2 separate regions of the Hordeum vulgare genome follow, and region 1 is linked to region 2. A link is a contact called in public Hi-C data. All regions are on one chromosome and are shown on one strand. The core of a region is the stretch at or near the end of the contact, and the rest is flanking DNA. Distances in the headings are between cores, read along the strand shown.

Region 1 (4,410 bases), core at 128-2,627, 260 kb after region 2:
GGCGGCTTCGAGCGGGCCAACACGTGCTCTCCCATCCTCGTAGTACTTCCGCTCGGCTACACAGCCAATATGCATAATGCATGTTCGATCGAAATCTCTCGACTAAAAAAATTCAGATGTACACAGAGTTGACGAATACACGGCGCACGAACCAAGAACTAAAACAAGCGATCGATCACGGCAGGTGGTACAGCTTGGACGGCCTGATCCCGGCGGTGACGTTGAAGTACTGGAGCGTGGTCGCCCAGCGTCGGTTGTCCTTGAGCATGTGCACGGCGACGCTGTCCGGCCGCAGGTTGTCCATGTCCCAGCTGAGGTCGTACATCCGCGGCTTGAGGTCGTACCTGTTCTTCCCCTTGCCGGCGAGGTTGAGCCACTTGCCGAGCATCAGGTCCTCCGGCCCCAGCGTGTCGTTCCGCGCCAGGATCTCCTCCGCCGTCGACACCCAGCTCGCCAGGTCCCAGGACATGACGTACCCCATGCCGTGCATGAACAGCATCGGGTCGCCGCTCATGTTGTAGCCGTAGCCGAGGTACACGTCGTGGCGCGGCCGGGGCCGGAGCTCCTCCACCAGCGCCGCCACCCGCAGGTACGTGTCGTCGTCGGTCTTCATCACGTAGTCGTAGGGCGCCGCCGCGAACAGCCGCGGCACGGACGAGAAGTAGGCGTACGTCTTGCCGTCGTTCATGTTCTCGGCGCAGTCGAGCACGATGATGTCGCCGTGCCGCATGATCTCCAGCGCCACCAGCGCCGCCTCCACCGGGTCCGTCACGTTGCAGAACACGAAGCGCACGTCCACCCGCGCGCCCGCCGCCGGCGGCGGCTGCAGCGCGTACGCCAGCCGCACGATGTCGCGCCGCTCCCGCCGCTTCGGCATCGTCAGGATGCCGACCAGCAGGCTCAGCTCCGGCTCCGGGACATCCTCCGCCTCGGCCCGCGCCGACACGCCGGTGTACTGTCCGGCGCCGGCGCGCCGGGTGCAGAGGACACCGAGGCCATCGGAGCCGGCACGGTTGAGCGATGAGAGCAGGAAGACGAGGAGCAGGATCGCGACGGGAGCCAGGATGAGGTAGGAGGTGGACGTGGGCGCCTTCATCATGGTCATGGCCGGTTGATTTGATGGAATGGAAGCGCTGCGTGCTGCGGAGTGTGCAACGAGTTATATCGCCAAGCTTAAGTTGGCCTCCCTACTGCAGACCCACTGATCCATCTGATCGATCAGAGAAATCGTGGAACGACTGACGGGACGAGCCGATTCGCCGATTACGACACAGCACCCTGCAGTAAGGAAACCGTGCGACAAGTAGTGATAGCTGACAAAACTGAGTGTAATTTCCACGGTTAGCTGAGGCTGAGCTATAGTTTGCTCCAGTTCACATTCAATCATTATTCTCTCCAAATCTACAGTATATTGACTCATTTCTTATGCATGACGCTACTGCATTTTTACATGGAACGTTGACCGGTCATACACGACGGAATTTCACTAGTGTATATCACTGTAATATTCTCTGAAAAACATTTCAGCGTTTGTTACAACGACGAACCACATGGCATTCGATGGTATATACTCTTACAAGGAGAGAGACGCGTGAGCGCACGTCTTTCCAAGCACTCGCAGAACATTGCGCTTATATGGAGTATAAAAATAGCAGGTAGTATTAATTTCGCGTCTCATTACCAGGACGGTCGACGGAAGGCAGAGGAGCAGCGTGTAGTGCCCCTCACGACAGCAGCAGAGACGTGAGCCGGCGGAGCACACGACGCGGGATCCATCCACTGCACCGGCGGAATCGATCGGGAGATTGCTCCGTTTATTTGGACTCCGGCAATGCTTCCTGAGCCCGGAGTCACCAGACCGATTCCAACCCATCGACCGTCCCCCGAAGTCATCCCCGTTCGGCGAGCACGCGTCCCCGTAGTCGGGAAGGGAACGCCTACTTGCTCGGGCACGGCACGTGTTTTCCCCGAAATTCATGGGTCACGGCCGTAGCACCAACTACGTTCTTCCAGGTGAATTACTACTGTGTCGACGCAGGTACAGTAGTAGAGTAGTATATACGGGTCGACGCAGGTATCTCGTCAGCGTGTGCTTCTGGCCTAAGTATAATTTGATGAGGAGGACGGAGTCCACGAGACCTGGGCAGGAGGCTCCTATCTTTACCTAATAATAAAAAGGCTAGCGCCTCCGTCGGAAAACCCACCGAGGTGATTTTACAAAAATGTCCTTACTGTTTATGACATTAAACTCGTAGTATATATTAAATGTTTTTTAAAATACTCATATCTTTTAAACCGTAACTCCAAATTTAACATATTATATATGAAATTTGATTAGAAAAATATGGAGAATTTAAATATGATATTATTTTATCTATTAAACGTTTAATAAAAATACTATCTAGGGTGCAATCTTAATAAATAAGTCATTATTCGTCTTTCTTTCATACCGGTACTCATTCGGGTTGGGATGAACACGTCAACAAAATCAGGATTAGAGATGAAACTGAAGGTCACTTGACTGATTCTTTATACGTATTAAATCTACATGTAAGCCGTGTTAAAATAGAAGACCTGTGAAATTTTGAAGTGCATTTTTATAGGATAAGACCATCTTTATTTGTGTTGTAATTACAAATTCTCAGATTATAGACCATTTTTTATAAATTAAGAGCGTGTGATATTTCTTTCTTCCATTACAACGCATGGCCCTTTTGCTGGTCCTACCTAAACGAAATCGCCCGGCTCGACGGATCGAGCAAAGTCCAGTACGCGTCCATCCTGAAGACAGCCCGAAAAGAGCTCGGCAATGACTGGTATGATCGACTCGTAGTACAGAGACCGGTACCTATCGCTATCAGTATCAATGAATCATGCGAGGTAGGCGAGGTGTGCACCACCAATGCATCTGTGCACGGACGGAGTCCTCTGCGTCTATGTCTCGTCCAGTTGAGAGCCCTCTTCCACTACATATGTTGTTAAGACGTCGTCGAATCAGTAGGGTCCTTGCAGAATGCAGACTTGTCATCTACTGCGAGTTGGGCTTGTGACAATCAGCGAGTCGTGTGAGGCCCCCCTGCCCCTGGCTGCGTACTTTTCTTCTTTTCTAACTCGAGGGGCTGGTGTTTGAATGTGTGATGTGCTTGTGTACCCACGTCTTGATAAGTAGAAGTATCTATCTAGGAGCAGCAAGTGCACTGTGCTAGCTTGAATACAGACACTGTCCCATGACGTGGGTTGTGCTGTGCTTTGAATTATCGGTGTGGCGAAGGGAGCAGGAATCTTCATGCTACACCAATACTCTCGTGTATGAAATGCTAGAGTTTTGTGTATTTTTGGATCAGCTCAATAACAATTTTAAAAATTCTTAATAAATTCTAAAGACCCACGCAACCCATTCGTTCAAGGCAAAAGATGAAATCAAAGTTTAGTCTCACATTGCTAATTTGATGAAAGTTGGACCTGTTACCCCACATGTATGACCATGATAACAAGAGGGACATTCACGCGCTCCTCCTCCGCTAGCCTCGCCAGCGTTGCGGGAACGAGCTGATATTATCCTCTGTTCTACATATGTTCTCTTCTAGTTTATATGTGCACATGCCATTTATTGTCTCATCTTTATATTACATGACTTGTTTCATTTCTATTATGATAGTCATATTTTATCTACCTTTTCTGTTAATAAAATCCTATTGTAAATTGCTCATATTTCCAACAATTTAAAAACCTTATTATAGGCAATTTACCCCGAGTGGTTTTGTTGCTTCCATGAGACCTCCTATGTTTAAGGATATCCACTATAAGGGATGGCGCGTGAGAGCCGTTCTATGGTTTCAAACTATGAGCTGCTATGACGTCACTCTTCGCAAACCTGAAGGAGATTATGATGCTCATCAAGAACAAGCTTTTCAGAAAATGGATACCATGTTTAAGGCTGCTCTCTTGAGTGTTCTCGATGAGAACGTAGTTGATGCTTATGCGTCAATTGATAATGGAAAAGATATGTGCGATGCACTCGAGGTCAAGTTTGGGGTCTTGGATGCTGGCACTGAGTTGTACATCATGGAACAATTCTATGACTACAGGATGACTGAAGAGCGCTCCGTGGTTGAGCAAGCTCACGAGATACAGTCATTTGCTAGAGAACTTGAGCAATTCAATTGTATGCTACCGGACAAGTTTGTTGTCGGAGGCATCATCACTAAGCTTCCTCCTTCATGGAGGAACTTTGCTACCTTACTGAAGTATAAGAGGCAGGAGTTTTCCATTGCGGATCTCATTGGTACTCTTGATGTGGAATAAAAGGCGAGAGCAAAATACACACGTGCTCGAGGTATTGAGAGAGGATCTAGTGCCAATCTGGTACACAAGAAAAACTTCTAGTCCCACAAGTTCAAGAACAAGGGC
Region 2 (4,895 bases), core at 1,916-4,415:
CAGAGTTGCTTTAATCACCATGTGATCCAGGCTCAATAGTGTTTGCATGGAATCAAACAGCCCAAAACGAAAAGTGTTGCATCCAGCAGGCCTGTATAGACTTGATGTAGGTGATCAAATGCATCTATATGATTTAGTTAGACACTGGCGCACTGCATCTACGGTGCAGTGTTATCTCCAACAGCACAAGAAAACATGAAGACATTAAGAAACTTATCTAGATATTATTCACTCATTAAGAAAGCTATCTGGATATGTTATTCATACAGCACTACGGGAAACAGATACCAACAGATTTTTTTTAGGCTAAGATACCAACAGATATGGTCGTTCTTTTCTGTCACGGAAGTTGTTTTTGTTAACACGGGAGGGGCGCGCGAAGTCCATGAAACTACTAGTAAGATACTTGATCCTGGCCCAGTTGCTTGCCCCAATGAGAACGGACAAAAGGATAAAGATGAGTTTTTTTCCAGCTTATCATTTCAGCTTATTGATAAATAAGCCATAAGCCTACAAGAATTCGATTTGTATAAGCTAGCTTAACATATTTTTACCGAAGTCTCCTTTGCAAATGAAAAAAAGCTGGGGGTGAGCCTGTGAGAAGCTCACTTAAAAGCGAAGGGGTATAGACCAATGCTCCTGGTTTTCGCACTTATTATAATGAGTTTGTCATCGAGCCCAACCCCTTGGACCACTGCAGAAAGCCGAATCGAGCCGCTCTCGGTCGCCGCTCCCGATTCCATCGCCGTTGCCGCTCCCGGTGCTTCCCTCCGCTGTCGCAGCCCTTCCCTCCGACACCGCCGCTCCCGGTCCTTCCCTCCGCCGGCGCCCTTCCATCCGTCGCCGTCGCTCCCGACCCTTCTCTCCGTCGTCGTCGTTTTTGGCACTTTCCTCGGCCGCCCTCGATTCTCCAGCTAGCCTTCGCCGCCGGCCCCAGCCCCTCGACGCGGCCATCTTCGTTGACATGTCCGACGGGTAGGCCTCCCGCCGCTGCTCCTCTCCTCCCTTGGGTGCGACCCCTCCCTCCGTCTGGTGCGACTCCACCCTTCTCTGCGACCTAGAAGCAACAACTCCACTCCGACGGGCGGCTGGGGCTCCACTCCGACAGACGGCGTCCAACCCGGGCCGACGACCCACTCCAGCGAAGGACCCCCGTCCCCTGTCCTGATCAGACCGACGACCCACTCCAGCTCCACTTCAAGGGTACTATAGACTTTTCACTACTCATACCATATATAAGCTGAAAAAACAGACATAAAAAAAGAACTGGCTAGCTTATTATATGGAGCTTATTTTTACATGAGCTTATTTGAAACTTATTCTCATAGAAGCTTATTTCCACATGAGAGCTCAAAAGAACTGGCCCTAAGAGACCATGCAGCCCTAGAAAAAAAAAGATAAGAGGTCATGCAAAATACTCTTAAGTAAAACATGGTCATATTATACAAACCTACAACTCCTTCGTCTTAGCTTTCTAATAAAGCTTGGATCTCTGCTTTTGGTCTAATACTTGGGCTAACATTTGTAAAATTACATGCATGCAGTTCTACCTAAAAAAAACTACTCCCTCCGTTTCTATATATATATATATATATATATATATATATATATATATATATATATATATATATATATATATATATATAAGACTTTTTAGAAATTTTATTATAGACTAGATACAGAGTAAAATAAGTGAATATATATTTTAAAATATGATAATATACATCCGTATGTAGCTCATAATAAAATCTTTAAAATGTCTTATACTCCGTATTTAGGAACGGAGTGAGTAATAAATTTCTGTCCGCCCACCCACGAAATAAATTATAATTCAAGCGGTCCCTGTCTTTTAGGCTGCTCCCTCTTTGCAGCTCTTCGATCTTATGGCTGCTTCTCATTTTGTTAGTCGTTTTCTAGCTCCAGAGAAGATTCCAGTCTGGTACCATTTGTGTTCCCCATCAAGCTGCTAGATGCCACAGCATCATTTTATCCCTTGCCTTCCTCTTGGCATCAAATTCTAGCACCTTGAGATTCACGTGTACGACTAACTTGTGTTGAGGATTACACCACGAGTTCAACACTTGATCACAAGTATTTCGCAGCATCATGCCACCAAATTTCGGTGTACCAATTATTCTTTCTTACTTTCTTCCGTCTAGAATTAACCGGATGTGCACATATTAACAGGCGGCCAGGAGCAGATTACATTAGTTGCATCGTGGCTACAGATCCGAACTTACCAGCCTGAAGAAAAAACATGCACCCTACTTCAACGTCTCTCTATCATAATATACCATCTCACTCTCACCCTCACCTCGCCGTATACGCAATTATCCATATTGTTCTTCTTAATTTGCACCTCGATTACTTGCAACCAGCTTCCCAGCGTCATAGGTTCTTGCTCGTTCTGTTCATGGATGTCATGTTCGTGCATGCATCATAATCAAGCTAGGATACAGCCAGTAATCTCGTCGGCTCGCCCCGGATCGCCACCGGCGGTGCCGCGCGTGGCCCGTGGTGGTGACGACGGTGCGCCAGACCCCGACGCTCCTTGTTGACCATGGCCTCGTGCTCTCTGGCCTCGTCCGCCAAGATCTGCCGCTGCCGGCACTCCTCGCTGCAGAACCCCTGGTCGCCCCTGCAAACACAGCAATACTATCAGACATGCGCCAGGCACGAAGCCTTCGGATCGATGTCGCCTCAGCGACTCTGAATTTTCCAGATCACGAGCTTGTACGTAGGCTGCAGTAGTACCTGTACATGTACACGTCTTTGTCGGGACTGAGCTCCCTCCGGCAAAGGAAGCAGGCTCCCGAGAAGCTGCACGGACGGCGGTGGCGCGCCGGCGGCGAGCTGACCATCTGCTTCAGGACGACGTGGCACGGTTGCGGGTGGTGCTGGACGAGGATCTGCAGCCCGACAACGACGTCGGCGGCGTCTCGTCCTCCTCGCCGCAGCCGGCGGCCGTGGGTGTGCCCCCCGAGGCGCCGCTGGATGTCAACAATGTTATCTCCATGGCGATCATCAGCGCCGCGGTGGACTTGGACATCACCACCCTCCTCCCCGAGATGGAAGATGCTCCTCTGGATCCTGGGAAGCATGGTGGAGCCGAGGAGGAGGTGACCACTTCAGTCCAAGGACCAGTGTAGTGGTGAGAGGTGAGGGTGGAGAGGAGTCATGGGTATATAAAGACGCTTGGCGTCCACAGAGTGGCCGTGGTAGAATTGGAAGATTAACACTAGGAACTGTAGTATATACTTTCATGCACTTGTGTCGACCACCAATGGGAGCAACGGCGATGTGCTGACCAGGGGCTGGGGCAGGTGATACTGATGTGGTGATGCTGTTGGTGACTTTGACAGCAATTAATAAGGAGATGTGCCAGGTGGTGAGCGATATAAATTACTAAACCGACGAATAGAGTTAGTAAAATACAGGAAGAAACAGCAGATGGGTGAGCAGAGCACAAGTTAACACTCGTCAGAACCATTGCAACACCACGGCATCACACGTAATTAGGAATCCTATTTGTGGCCTGCAAATGGGGAGGTACCAGAATCTGCAAATTTAATTACCCTGCAAATTTTACTCTCTTGGTTTCAGTAGATTCTCTTGGAGTATCATGCAGCCACGACAAGTGTAGATTCGAACCTTGCTTCCACAGCAAGCCCCCCTTGAAGCAGATAACTAATATAAGTGCGTTGCGACTCGAGTATCAAGACAGTCCCTGCCATCGTTGTCACGCATAATCTAGAGAAATTTCTCCACAAAGTGGTGCGCATTTGCTTTCCTACACACAGACATGATGGGAGGAACCTGAATTTTCTCTGCATTATTTTCATGATTTCGATACATGTAGCGGTAGGAGTAACTACTAAATCTGTGGGCTACTTTTTATTCATGATTTAATACGTGTAGCGGTAGTAATAGTAAGCATACAAAACTGTGGGCTATCTGGAAGACTAGAAATGAAGCTTTGTAACAATACATGTTCGTACGATCACACTAGAAATAAAGTACGAGCACTGAAGTTATTTGCTTTTGGTAGCTTTGTGCTCTGTTGTTGGATGAGGCGAGCAGCACAAGATTGGTCGTTATGCTTGTAATGAGTCCACCCTGGAACCGTACGCCTTAACTATCTTGTACTATTATCAGTTTGAGATATGGAATTGGGGGAGACTCCTTAATTCGGAAACAGAAATATTGCATTCCAGTACTTTCTTTTATGCCCAAGCTAATGTTTGGTGATCTTTACGTATAAGCAAGTACCTGGTCGGATTTGAACTGTGAACTATAAGAAATTCATATTAAAAATTGAACAATACATAAAACAGTTCCTAATAGACACATGGAACCTTTTTAAAGAGACAATTACACTATTGATACTAGAACTTGGCGTGATTGGTCACTTTAGTGCTACAAGTTGCGGTGTATATTGGACTGATGCAAAAAAAAACTTAGCTTCGCGGTACAAATATGATGCAAAACTCGTTTGTATACGTCCACGGCGCCGATGAGGCATGCCAGCATGGCATGGGGCCATTGTCAATGATGGGATGTTGGACAGGGCATGTGATCTGCTTTTTTTGTAAAAAAAAATCAACTTGTATTTTTTCGCAAAAAAATAACACTCGAAGGCCCACATGTCAGAAACAACACAAATCGTATTGAGAAAAAATAACAACCACGGGGCATCTAACCAAAACCATCGGTAACATGTCCTGCGCATATAACAAAAACGGACAATGTGACATTGCGTGCATAAATAGGGTATATGTGAATTCCATATCTTTTGCTAACACCATAAATTAAAAAATTTAACTCATCAAATGAAAAAGGTACCCAACGGGAACCACCGACCCAAAGATCTCAGATTAACTAGCAGAGCCTCCAAA

What was found. A called contact is a pair of places that touch in the nucleus more often than the background predicts.
Region 1: a contact with region 2 is called in a Hi-C map of leaf, with 2.8 times the contacts expected there. The contact joins the promoter of LOC123395798 here to the promoter of LOC123395317 in region 2. A contact is called at or near these places in 2 of 6 Hi-C or Micro-C datasets (leaf and seedling).

Annotation. Positions count from the first base shown.
Region 1 is chr5H:437,051,732-437,056,141 of MorexV3_pseudomolecules_assembly, forward strand. LOC123395798 (beta-1,3-galactosyltransferase pvg3-like) reads right to left here and starts at 1,378. Exons shown (of 1, transcript XM_045090829.1): 1 at 78-1,378. The coding sequence starts at 1,105. The coding sequence ends at 176.
Region 2 is chr5H:436,788,190-436,793,084 of MorexV3_pseudomolecules_assembly, forward strand. LOC123395317 reads right to left here and starts at 3,166. Exons shown (of 2, transcript XM_045090302.1): 1 at 2,755-3,166; 2 at 2,118-2,638. The coding sequence starts at 3,101. The coding sequence ends at 2,449.